Linked DNA regions of Capsicum annuum: regions 1 and 3 are each linked to region 2. The links are chromatin contacts, called in public Hi-C maps. All regions are on one chromosome and are shown on one strand. The core of a region is the stretch at or near the end of the contact, and the rest is flanking DNA. Distances in the headings are between cores, read along the strand shown. Region 1 holds the start of LOC107860342. Region 2 overlaps LOC107844142 (a long non-coding RNA gene). Region 3 overlaps LOC107844151 (ent-kaurenoic acid oxidase 1).

What was found. Hi-C and Micro-C count contacts between places; a contact is called where the count stands out from the background.
Region 1: a Hi-C map of placenta shows a contact between it and region 2, with 2.5 times the contacts expected there. The contact joins the promoter of LOC107860342 here to the enhancer-like site in region 2.
Region 3: a Hi-C map of leaf shows a contact between it and region 2, with 2.7 times the contacts expected there. The contact joins two enhancer-like sites. A contact is called at or near these places in 2 of 5 Hi-C or Micro-C datasets (leaf and placenta).

What each region holds. Positions count from the first base shown.
Region 1 is chr1:200,694,142-200,698,637 of UCD10Xv1.1, reverse strand. It overlaps LOC107860342, which reads right to left and starts at 3,241. Exons shown (of 4, transcript XM_016705666.2): 1 at 3,097-3,241; 2 at 2,707-2,973; 3 at 2,151-2,610; 4 at 1,775-2,081. The coding sequence starts at 3,241. The coding sequence ends at 1,775. It also overlaps the pseudogene LOC124898708.
Region 2 is chr1:200,619,882-200,624,053 of UCD10Xv1.1, reverse strand. LOC107844142 (a long non-coding RNA gene) reads left to right here. Exons shown (of 2, transcript XR_007047627.1): 2 at 428-889. Among protein-coding and RNA genes, the nearest start is that of LOC107844142, 4.4 kb to the left of the region's middle. Within about 2 kb of position 2,218, at least 1 of the 5 cell types and tissues checked has an H3K27ac peak or open chromatin away from gene starts, as enhancers often do.
Region 3 is chr1:200,498,263-200,502,447 of UCD10Xv1.1, reverse strand. LOC107844151 (ent-kaurenoic acid oxidase 1) reads left to right here. Exons shown (of 8, transcript XM_016688636.2): 2 at 1-440; 3 at 526-789; 4 at 881-970; 5 at 1,066-1,144; 6 at 1,229-1,335; 7 at 1,614-1,735; 8 at 1,840-2,242. The coding sequence ends at 1,954. Among protein-coding and RNA genes, the nearest start is that of LOC107844151, 5.9 kb to the left of the region's middle. Within about 2 kb of position 1,912, at least 3 of the 5 cell types and tissues checked have an H3K27ac peak or open chromatin away from gene starts, as enhancers often do.

The sequences.
Region 1 (4,496 bases), core at 1,992-4,491, 74 kb before region 2:
TGGACATAGGTGAAGGTAAATAAGTAAATCTTGAGAAGTGTCCTAGATAAAAAATTCATCAACAATGCATCAAGTATCTTGGTCCGGTGAGTTTAATCCTGTCTTGTAGGGCATCAGATTTTCTTAAAGGTATTCAAATCTACGCTGGTTTATCTGATCGGCGAGCGGATTCTCTATATTTCTATTTTAAATTTGTAACCAAACAGGAGTGGATAATGGATCTTAGATATTCGTGATGGTTGTGAACTAATCTCTTTTGGTTCAGTCTTGAGGGTAACTTGTTTGATATTCGTAAGACTACTTTACATCTGATGTGGTAAGGTTAAATTGTTTTAAATTTCTTTGTAAAATTCAAAAACAAATACTTGCACTTCTAAGGAGATTATAATTCTTTAGCCGCTTGAGGTAAGAAGAAATGTTAGACAACGTGTTTAATGCAACTCATGAGTTATAAATACAAGTAGAAAGGGAGGCATATGAAGTTGTAATTATGGGAGCTTGGAAAGTTCATCTACAAGCAGAGTGGAAGGATTCTTGATACGAGGGGAGGTCCAAAAGATACCAAGTGGATCTTTGTGCTAAGTGTGTTGAAGGACTTGAACATCGGGATGAAGCAAAAAGGAACTTTTCAACATTCAAGTTTCTTAGCCGGTGGAGCCACATTATCTGCAGGAAGATTAGTGATAGAAGATGGTATTCTAAAGGTATAGATCGAATAAAACGTCATAAATTTGCCAAACCTGCAACCAGTTTTTTCTTAAACTTGGCTTTACTGAATTTAATCTTTTTGCATAATGTAGGCTGTCTGGCCACAGTGGACATTATCTCCCAACAAGGGAGATTTTTTATGAATTTATGACATATCTTGAGCAACACAACATCAATGTCAATATTCTTCAGGTAGGACACAATATTTCTCCTCTTCCCATTACAATAGAAATTTTTCTTTCAAGTGTTTGGGGCTGACATAAGAGCTTTTGTGCAAGAGAAGAAGCCGTCAAGCTAATTAGAAAGTCTTCATGTAAATAACACCTTGGTTGCAATGCTTATCGCATTACGTACCTATCTAAGTGGATTAGTGTCTTAACTTGTTTTGCAGAAATTTCCAAGTAATGGGGAGGATGCATCCTTTGCTAGGAAGGACGGCGTTTTGGTCTTCGTAATAGCTTATCTACACCAAATTTTAGCCAAGCCACCAATGAAGAGAGCAATGTCAAGTGCTCAGACAACATTTGAGTTATTCACCAAGGCTGGACAGCGGGGAGGATCTAAAAACAACACTCAACCTTTGGATACTCCAGAAGATGGATATGAAACAACAGAAGAATATTTATCAGACACAGAACTTTCAGTTTCGAAGCAAAATTTATTTGCCCGTTCTATAATTATTTTTTTGCACTGCGTGTTCCTGAAACTGTATATTGCTGAAACAGAGAAGAAGCAAATTTGATCAAATATGCTGGAAAGAAAATTATACGATCATTCATTACAACCTTCATCTTCTAGTGGAAAGGAAAAGATTGAGACGAAGCAGATGGCAGTTAAAAATAGGATGGCAATGCAGTGGCGGAGCCAGGATTTTGGTTAAGGGTGTTCATATTTTTAGAAAAAGAAGTGGGTCATAAAAAAATATTGTAAACCGTATATTGAAGAAGAAGAATTTTTGAACCAAACTAATCATAAAAAAACATATAAGATAACAAGTTGAAACATATAATATAAAAAAAGTCAACAAAGCAAATTCTATTAATAAAAACTTGATCAGAAAATATAATTACAAGTGCATTCGGCGACGCTTCATCCCTTGAAATGTTTCTATAATACACTCATTAGAAATATTCTTAAATACTCTTTTTTCTATATAAGGCACTATGCAACCATATAAGAATTCATCATCCATTCGATTCTGCAAGTCATTTTTGATATACTTCATTGCCGAAAAAACTTTTTCAACTGATGCAGTGACAACAGGTAGAAGCAAAGCAAACTTCACTAAAAGAAATACAAGAGGATAGGTTAAATGCTTCTTTTTCTCAACCAACTTTCTTGAAAGTTCTCCAAGTCCGCCTAAATTGGAGAATCTTTTATCAATATCACGAACATCAATAATATAATTAACAAGTTGATTCTCAAGAACCCTCATGTTGAACTCATCAAAATCATCAGGATATAATTTAGCCATCACCAATATCTTTTGGATGTCAAAACTAGAAAATGTATCAATTGGATTCAAGCAAGCTTCACCATTAAGCAAATCACTTGTCACCTCATTAAAACGGTCATTAAGTTCTTGTAACTGCCAATCAATAATTTTATAAAACACATCCACACGGTAATGGTGCAAAGTAGTATAATCAACTACTTTACGTCGTGATCTCCCTGAGTTAGCACATGGCTCATCATACTTGGGTAATGGAATACTATGCTTGATACAAAATTTCTCGACCTTTTCTTTGAGCGAATCCCAACCAACAGTCTTTTTAAAAATAGGATCCCATTCATTATCTCGTAATGCTTGCAATCTTCTCTTTGCTACTTTGACAAGAATCATGGCATTAGCAATATCCTGTTCCTTTTTCTGTAATGACACATTAAGATCATTTGTGATTCCTAAAACATCAGTCATCAAATGCAACAAGAAAACAGTCTCAAAAGTTTGACAACTTCTAAGAAATCCCTATGCGCTAGCTTTTTCTTCCGAAGTACTTGCATTTTCAACAAGAGAATCAAGTACATCAACAATGGAGGCAAGGTTACTAATAAAATTTTTAAACGACTTGTAGTGAGATTCCCAACGAGTATCACCGGCTTTAATAAGACCAAGTTCTTGATTCAAACCTCTACCCGTTTCTAGCTCACCCATATCTAATTCCTCTTGGAGTTTTTCTTTTTGATATTCTCGAAATTTATCCACACGTTTAAAGGAAGCTCCCAACACATTCAAAATATTTGAAGTCAATAATACAAGTTCTCCTACTTGAACACACCTTTTAGAAACCGCAATAAGAGTCAATTAAAGTTGATGAGCAAAACAATGAACTGAGTGAGCCGATCTACTTTCTTGTCTAATTAATGTTTTAAGACCACCTAACTCACCTTGCATATTGCTTGCTCCATTATAACATTGCCCTCGTACATAAGCTAAAGTTAAAGAATGGTGAGCAAGTACATCCACAATTGCTTTCTTTAGGGATAAAGCACTAGTATCTTTAACATGAACAAGTCCAATAAATGCTTCCATCATAAATCCCCTTTTATCAACATATCATAAACAAATAGCCATTTGCTCTTTGCGTGATACGTCTCTTGATTCATCAACCAACAAAGCAATGTAGTCACCATCTAAATCCTTTATTATAGCTTTGATAGTTTCAATCTTACACGCGGTCACAATATCTTTTTGAATATCATGAGAAATCATTTTATTATTTTTTGGAGTTTTTTCTAACACAAGGTTTAATGTCATCACATCTATCCTCAAGCTAAGAAAGTGCATCAAGAAAATTACCTTTGTTCAAGAATGATTCACTTTCATCATGACCACAGAGTGCTAAACCTTAATTTAGAAGAAATCGGACCACATCGATTGAAGCATTTAACCGAACTCAATATTCATTCTTACTTTTCTTGTCCAACTTGTAAAATGCCACCTCAATAGATTGTTCCTCCCTCATAAGATCTTCAGACTTCCTTTTTGATTGATTATGAATGCTATTCGGAGGACCAATGTGTGTTGCAAAGCTATCTTTTCTGTGCCAATTTCTAAATCCCTTCGTGGAAAATGTATTACCACCACCTTGATGAATGCTTTCGCCTTGAAATAAATAACAAGGCAAACAATAAGCTGCATCTGCACTTACACTATATTCCAACCAATCAGAATATTCATCAAACCATTTAGAAACAAAATGATGTGGAATTCCAAAAAAGTCTGTTTGAGGAAACTCATGATCTCGAGGTTGGAAAGGATGTTTTAGAATGTATGCCCTTCTTATCTCATCATGAATATTCAGAGGATAACTCAAAATCGGAGGTCTTTCAGCGGGATCAATTTTTAGATCATTTACATCAATTTTTGTCTCTGAGAAGACTGAGATGGTATTTCTATTTGATCAACATCTTCATCTCATCGGGATTGACTTTGAGACGTTGAACTTATTTTTGAAACTTTACGAAAATACTTCTCCAAGCTCATTGAAACCTCAAACTAAAATAAAAATCAAGCGCATCACACTTATTATTCAATTTCAACAAATAAAAAATTATGAATACTTGAAACATTGTCCCATCCTTCCAAATTATATTAACTAGCAAGTTATCTACTAGATAAAATTAAAATGTTGAATTACTTAGTTCAAAACAAAAAAAAAATACACAAAAGCAAGTTTAAGGGAAAAAAATTAAACTAAAAGATAAGAAGAATTGAAGAATACCTTTTTACAATTCACAATTCAATATTCGATGAAGAAAAATTATAATGATAGCCCGTTGAAGCT
Region 2 (4,172 bases), core at 969-3,468:
TATAGAATTCTCGTGGTCTGTAACATGTATAAGTTGTGAGATTATACCCCCCTTTTTCTTTTCGTTTTTTTTTTCGGTTGCACATTGGAACCAACTGTTTATTTTGGGCCTAGTGACACAGTCATGTTTCACCAAAAACATATCTTGACGAGACGTCAGCAACAACTAACAGTATACTCAAAATAGTACTAATAGAATATGAGTGGGGGCTTTTAAAGCCTTTAATATGCCAAATCATGTCTTCCATGTGGTTCGTTGATACAAGAAGGAAGTTCTATAAGGGTGTTTAGCCGACTGCCACAACCGTACGGGTGAAACTTGGTTGATTAATTTCCTGTTTTTCCAGCGAGATGTTTATTGCATTTTACCAACGTAGCTTTCCTTCGTTTATCATGTCTTAGTCTTACTTATCTTTATTTTCCTTCAGTGTTGTAATTTTCCAGGACAAAGACAGTCATTATATGGATAAGAAAGCATCTGGCAAGGGAATTTCTGAGGAAGTGACTCGTGAGTCACTAATCGCGATATCATACAGTGAACCAGAGAAGGATCTTCCTTTTATTGAATCTGCACCTGAAAACTCCAACAATGAGAATGTGGTAAAATCTGTTAGCGGCGACACAGATGATAAATATAGGTCGGAGTTGATCTCAATATCCTATGCAGAGCCACCAGACACTGAAGTTCAACCAGTTTCACCTAAGGCTAACTAAAACTCTTGTTGTTTCAATATCCTATGCAGATGTTAAAACTCTTGTTGTTTTGCAACATAATGTTATTTACTCATAAAAAAATAGACATCCCTTGAACTTTGAAGTGTTTTCATGTGTTTACACCTTTCACTGTTGTAATCATTGGCGGAGACACTATAAAGTGTAAATTCATGGTGTCACGGATCACATAGCTAAGAATGTATTTAAATTCACAATTAGCCACTTTTTTGCCTTTTGGCAGTCCCCTGCTGTAATGCTCTCGCGCATACGAGGTTTGGAGAAAGATTGGACTACAAAGATTTATTATGTGCAACTTTAACTTGGTATTTCTGATAGAGGCTATTTCCACAACTTAACTCTCGAGGCAACTTTTCTCCTATTCTAATTAAAAAATTGTTAGTCATGTTGAAATTTCAAAATATTATCACGAAATACTCGTGAAATTCCTTTTTGGAGAGAATTGGTCTTTTAGATCATTTATAATTTATTTTTTAAAAATAAAATTTATGGCAGCTTTACAAGAGATTTCATTTTACACATAAGAATCTCTATTTTCACACACACACAAAAAAAAAAAACTGAAGATGCTATTTTCTTCTTACCTTTTGCAAGGGACCCAAGAGATTTTCATTCAAAAAAACCTTGATATTATAACATAATAGTTTAACTTGTCACAACTTTGGTTGGTGGTACTTGTATATTTTGTGTCTCAGTGATATATGTGATAAAACATATATTAGTGGTACCTTACAAGTATAATGCTGATCTATAACCAATATGTATGATACCTTTTGTTTATTTACATGCATTAAAATTATATATACAATTATATTTGGTGCAAATAGATGAATATTTACCTTGTAAACTATATATTTTGTAGGGAAAAAAACATTGTCCACCACAAAATTTAAATTTGAATAAAAATTACCAAATTTTCTCATGATGGCAACCTCGTTAAAGGGGATTTTTTTTTTTAAAAAAGATATTCTATCAGAATTTTTGAGATATTTGGATCTTATTTATGGAAGAGAGGAATAAAAGACTACGGAAAAGAAGAGGAAACGTAGTAAAACGTGTATTGATGTTAAATAAAACCCTGTAATAAAGGTAAAATCAAACTTTTAAATCATTAATAATTTTATAAACAAAATATGTCAACAAATACCACAAAATTAGGGATACTAGAGACCTTCCTTTCTTATCTCTTTTCCAAGGGAAAAGGGCTTCATATACCTCTCAACTTTGTAATTTTGAGTTGATATACCTTCATTAGAAAAGAGACTAACATATAACTCTGCCTTTACATCACTTTTCATCTGATAAAAGTGAAAAAATATTTTAAATTTATTTTTAATTTTTTTATCAAAATAAAATCCATATATATAATGTATCTTTTGTATATTCTACGTATACTTTAACATTTTTTCTTTGTACATATGACAATATCCACACTTTTTCCTCGACTTAGGTATTAAATTGGTGCTACATTTATCAGTGGGCTTAATGTGGATTTTTCTGGCCCAATGAACTTCCTTTGGACCACTTTTGCTTATTGGGCCTTAGGATTCCCATTTTTGAGAAAGGAAAAATTACCTAAAACCACAACATAACTATCTAAACTTCTAAGAATCCTCCCACTTTTTAAAAATTACTTAAATCCCAACATTTCATATTTTTACTATTTCTGAGATACAAGTTAACCCTACATGTATCTAATGTATGTATCTACTGTGATACAAGTTAATCACATTAGATACATGTATGTATCTAATGTGATTAACTTGTATCATCAGCGGTCAAATGTTGGAATTTTAGGAGGTTTTGAAAGATGTTGGGATTTTTAGTAATTAATGATAAACATGTCGGTATATATGTAAAATTTAATTTGAGAAAAGGGGTCTAAGTACACAAATAGCCATTGTCTCAGTAAGCTGAGTTACGTGAAGTGCTGTGGTTATCGATTCGATTTCATTTTCCATCTACATTTTGACATATTTATTTTCCACATTAGACTAGGCCGCACTAAGAAAAATAAATTTGGTATATACTTTTTTGGCATACATTAGGCTGAATAATTACATATAGCGCACCAAATTTCCATAATATCTACCTAAGTGCCACGCCAAGCTTACGCTATTAGTTTTCTTCTCATTTATATGATTTTTTTTGTCAAAAAATTCAAAATACAAAATTCAAAATCATAAATTAAACCTTGATTTAGAAATCCATTCATCATCTTAATAATAATGTTGAAATGTCCTTACGACTTAAGAGGGTTTGAAATATTTTAAAATGAAAAACGTATTTTCAAGAAAAGAAAAAGGGGAAAAGACATCACATCTTCATTTTAAAAATAAATAGTCCAAGTTTGATATTTTGTCCAAAAACAGTCAGTCGGTTATTTTATTTTCACATTATAGTCATTTTCTAACTATGGTCATTTTGACATAGGTAGTGCAGACACAGTTTATATATCATATTAATACAGTCCATATACAATACTAATACAGTTTTCAACTTGGACTATTAGGCCCTCTTTAAAAAATTTCAATTTTTTTTGCTATAACTTTTTAAACTGAAAAATATTCTGCTTTTTTTATTGTTTAAAAATAATAATTAAATATGATTGTATAAAAGCGGTATAATTATTATATAAGAATATGTATCTATATAATATATATGTATAGAAATTATATTGTTCTATCAAATATGTATATTTATAAAATATATAATAGAAAAATGTATAAAAAGTGTATAAAAATTATATAATTATTGTATAAAATGTGTAAAAAAATTATACAATTATTGTATAAATTATGTATTGAAACTATATAATTTTCATATAGAACATTTATATGTATAAGATATATATAGAAATTGTATAAAATATGTATAAAAATTATATAGAATAAACCGATAAATTAAAATTACTAAAAAATAAAATTTGAATTTCATTGTCATTTTCTTGAAATTAATTCGGCCGAGTGGCCATTTGTCTCCTTTTCCCAAAGAAAAAAGTGATGAGCAACTATAATCTCTACTCTTGCATTATTTTTTATTTAGTTTGAAAAGATTAGTGAGATTATGAAATATACAAGTGTATTTATGGATGACCTCTTATGACAAGTGACATCCAAGTTGGCCAAATAATTGAGGAATCTACACAAGTGCCGTAATACACACACTACAAAATTTGGCAATGGGACTCTCTACCACTCATATTATACTACTAGTATTAAAATACTTCCTCGTTAAAGAATGACCTACTTTCCTTTTTAATCCATTTAAAAAAGAATGATTTATTTTCTTTTTTAATAATTTTTAAATTTTAACTTTTCACATGACATGTTTAAAGACCACAAAATTGAAAGATATTTTGGTACATTTGACATATCTTTAATTTAACACCATAAGATTCAAAATTCTTCTTTATTTTCTTTAACTCCGTGCTAAGTTAAA
Region 3 (4,185 bases), core at 663-3,162, 120 kb after region 2:
GTAGTCCAAGTGTGATTGTTACAACACCAGAAGCTTGCAGGAAAGTGTTAACTGATGATGAAGCCTTCAAGCCTGGCTGGCCTACTTCTACTATGGAACTAATTGGTAAAAAATCATTTATTGGTATTTCATATGAAGAACACAAATGGTTAAGGAAAGTAACTGCAGCACCTGTGAATGGTCACGAGGCGTTGTCGATGTACATTAAGTATATTGAAGAAAATGTTGTATCAGCATTAGAGAAATGGGCATCCATGGGGAAAATTGAGTTCCTAACACAGTTGAGAAAGCTAACTTTTCGAATTATTATGTATATTTTTCTTAGTTCTGAAAGTGAACAAGTCATGGATGCCTTTGAAAAGGAATACACAACTTTGAATTACGGTGTTAGAGCTATGGCTATCAACTTGCCAGGATTTGCTTATTATAAAGCACTTCAGGTAAATACCTCTGTCCTTTGTCACATTCTCAAAATTTTCTCTAATTCGTTGAGAGATGCTTTATACAACCAATTATAAATTTTAGGCGCGTAAAAAGCTCGTGGCGATCTTCCAATCAATCGTGGATGATAGGAGGGCGAAGAGGGAAAAAAGAGGACCAGAAGTTAAGAAAGACATGATGGATATTCTACTAGAAGTTGAAGATGAGAATGGAAGAAAATTGAATGATGAGGAAATTATTGATGTTTTGGTAATGTATCTTAATGCTGGCCATGAATCTTCTGGTCATATAACCATGTGGGCTACCTATTTTCTGCAGAAACATCCTGAAGTCTTCAAGAGAGCTAAGGTTACCAAAAGTTTACATTTTTGAAATGTATTTTCAATCTTCAAGTATTCTTTGTTTATTAAGCAAAACATATTTTGGTTTTGAAAAACAGATAGAGCAAGAAGTTATTGTGAAAAATAGGCCATCTGACCAAATAGGTTTGACCCTCAAAGAAATTAGGCAAATGGACTACCTCTCAAAGGTAGATTAGTTGTTACTTCTCTACATTCTTGGAATACCAATTCATTTTCTGTATAGTTATTGATGTGATGATACCATTTCATTGCTCCTTTATAGGTGATTGATGAAACGCTTCGAGTGGTTACCTTCTCCTTTGTAGTCTTCCGGGAAGCGAAAGAAGATGTTATTGTTCAAGGTCAGTTACAGTAACATTTCCTCGTATGTTTCTTTTTCTTAGTAAATGTCAAGGCTAACAAAACTTAACTGACTTGTTTTACAGGTTATACTATACCTAAAGGATGGAAAGTTTTGCTGTGGTTTAGGTCTGTTCATTTAGATCCTGATATCTATAATGATCCACTGGAGTTTAATCCTTCTAGATGGGATGTAAGTTAAACAAACCTTCTGCTTTACCTCAATCCCTTCACAATTTATTGATATAAATTTACTCTGTGCCTGATGATTACACTAGTCAATGAATACATGATACCTGTCTTTGTACATACTTTTATCACGTATACATTTTGGTAAATTGTACACTTTTTACCTCGCTTTTTGGTGCAAATATTGGATGCGGATAAATGTTTTATCCTTCCTCCAAAAAAGAAGAATGTTTAATTTGGTAAAACCATAATGATTTTGTAAATACCTTGTGAAACTTTTAGGGACTTACACCTAAGGCTGGATCATTCCTTCCTTTTGGAGGAGGAAGCAGATTGTGCCCAGGAAATGACCTTGCCAAGCTTGAAATATCTATTTTTCTCCATTATTTTCTTCTTGATTATGAGTGAGTTAAAATCTTCTTCCTTTTTTTTTCTTTCAGTAAATCAAGTTTGATCATTTATATATCTTTTTGGGCTGATTGCTGATCTTTTACTATTTCTTTTGCAGGCTTGAAAGGGATAATCCTTCTTGCCCGTTGCTGTATTTGCCTCATTGTAGGCCCAAAGACAACTGTTTGGGAAAAGTAAGAAAAGTCTCAGCAACTACTACTACTAATGCATAGAGCCCAAAAAGAACAAGAAAACCATAGCTCTCTTTCTCTTTCATTTATATTATTGCTGAATATGGAAATTGCAAGAGCAAGACGTATGCTTGGAATAGTTAGGAACAAAATAAAACAGCAATGCGAAAAAATTCAATCATTTTTTATTTTCCTTCGCATTTCTTGCTCAATAGAATTTTATCATACATTTTAGCAGGAAGATCATATAGGTAGTGTACATGATCTTCCATTTTTATTAAGACTTACCGAATGCAAAAAAAGAGTTGGTTACATTTGTTGCACGAAAAAGATCATGAGTCTTTAATGAACATTTCTTATAACTCCAAATCACATATCTTACAGAAACCTCATATCATATATGACATCTTACTGAATACTGAATTTTCAGCGGGGTCGAACTAAGGCATCCAAAACCCCTTTGTTTTAAAACTACATTGTTTGAAATATATATATATATATATATAGTAAATGTTAAATCTCTTTGACTTCTTTATATATTTTGAATTCTCTTAATAAATTGTGCTCCTCTGTTAATCCTTTGATATCACAGTAGATGTTAAATCTCTTTGATTTCTTTATATATTTTGAATTCTCTTAATAAATTGTGCTCCTCTGCCAATCCTTTGATATCACGATGTCTAGGTTAATACATCAATTCAGCAAATAAATTTGTATCTCCACAGAGGTGTTATTCAAAGCAAACTAGACTTTATCATTCAAGTAAAGTAGCTAGCAATTGTCATAAATGTGCATTAACATTTGCCAATATTGCCAGACATGGTCAGTAGGGTCAAAAACTTACGACAAGGCATTTCTCCCCCGCGAAGTTTCAAATTCCCAGTCCACACTGCTAAAAAAGATGGGTCAAAAACATATTTCAGGGATCCCACTAACTTATAAATTCCCGAATGCAAAACAACAAACCTAATAAAAATGCAACTATATATAGCACGAAAGAGCTGCAATTTAGCATCATCATAGGGTTAAGGGTTAATACCAGGAACGAATACATTATCACAACTCGTCATATCAGCTCCATAAATAGATATTGTACACTCACTCAAAAGTGTCGTCTAGTGGTCAATCAAGTTGGTTGAGAACCACAAAGTCTTAAGTTTAAATTTCGCGGTAAAGACAAAGAGTACTAGGTGATTTCTTAACATTTGTTTAGTGTTGATAGACAGAGTTAAATTGTTAGTGGGAGGTTGCGTGTATCTGTGCAATTAGTCAGGTGCACAAAAGTTGCCCCAACACCACATTCAAATACTGCACATCTGTTGCAATATATACTACTATACAATAGTTGGTGGACAAGAGAACATCAAAACTTTTTCTTTTTTCCCAAATTAGAACTTCTTTGGAGGAAATAGAGTTGTTTGTTTAATGGCTATTGATCTTGGATTTTTGGTGAAGTGTGTCTGTATCACAATCTCTCGTTGGTTAATGTAGTTGAGAAACTAAGGGGTCATTTGATAGTGTGTTTAAAGAAAAATAATGCATGTATTAGACTTATATATGATTAGTAATTTGTTTGCGAGGGTGGCTCAAGGGTGAGGCTATTAAAGCGTTTGCAATAGGCTACCAAAATTTTGTGGTCCTAAAAAATTTAATATGAATGTTATGATTTTAATTTCACTTAAAATAATAATAAAGATCATAAAATATAAAAGGTATAGAATTTAAATTAATAAAAAAAAGAAAGAACTATCTACATTTTATTAAAAATATTTTAGACCCTTTTATCAAAGAGAGAAGTATACATTACCCCCTAAACTTGTCACGTTTTATTCATGGTACACCTGAACTTTGACTTGTCCTAAGTACACCCAAACTTGTTATTTTAGTAAATCGCATGGCCCTTTTTTGCTGACTGGCCACAACATGTAATATATGCGCGGACATGTGGAAAAAAACGCTGATGTGGCTGTCCACGAGGATAAATACTATCCACTTCCCTTATATTTATTCTATATTAAAAAATAATTCACTTTTACCTTTAATTATCCGATTTGTCTCTAAAAAAATTATATTTTTCAGTTTTTCTCTACTCCAAAATAGTGAAAGAAAGAATTTTCGTCGATCAAGTAAGCTATTAGCTAAAAATTTATATATTTTTTTTGTGTTAAAAATATGAAATTATTTTTTTCGGTTAGTGTTTCATAGTAGTTTCTGATTAGTGTTTCGATTAGAATTTTGAGGACACTCACATGCACAAAAACGTTTCTTATTAT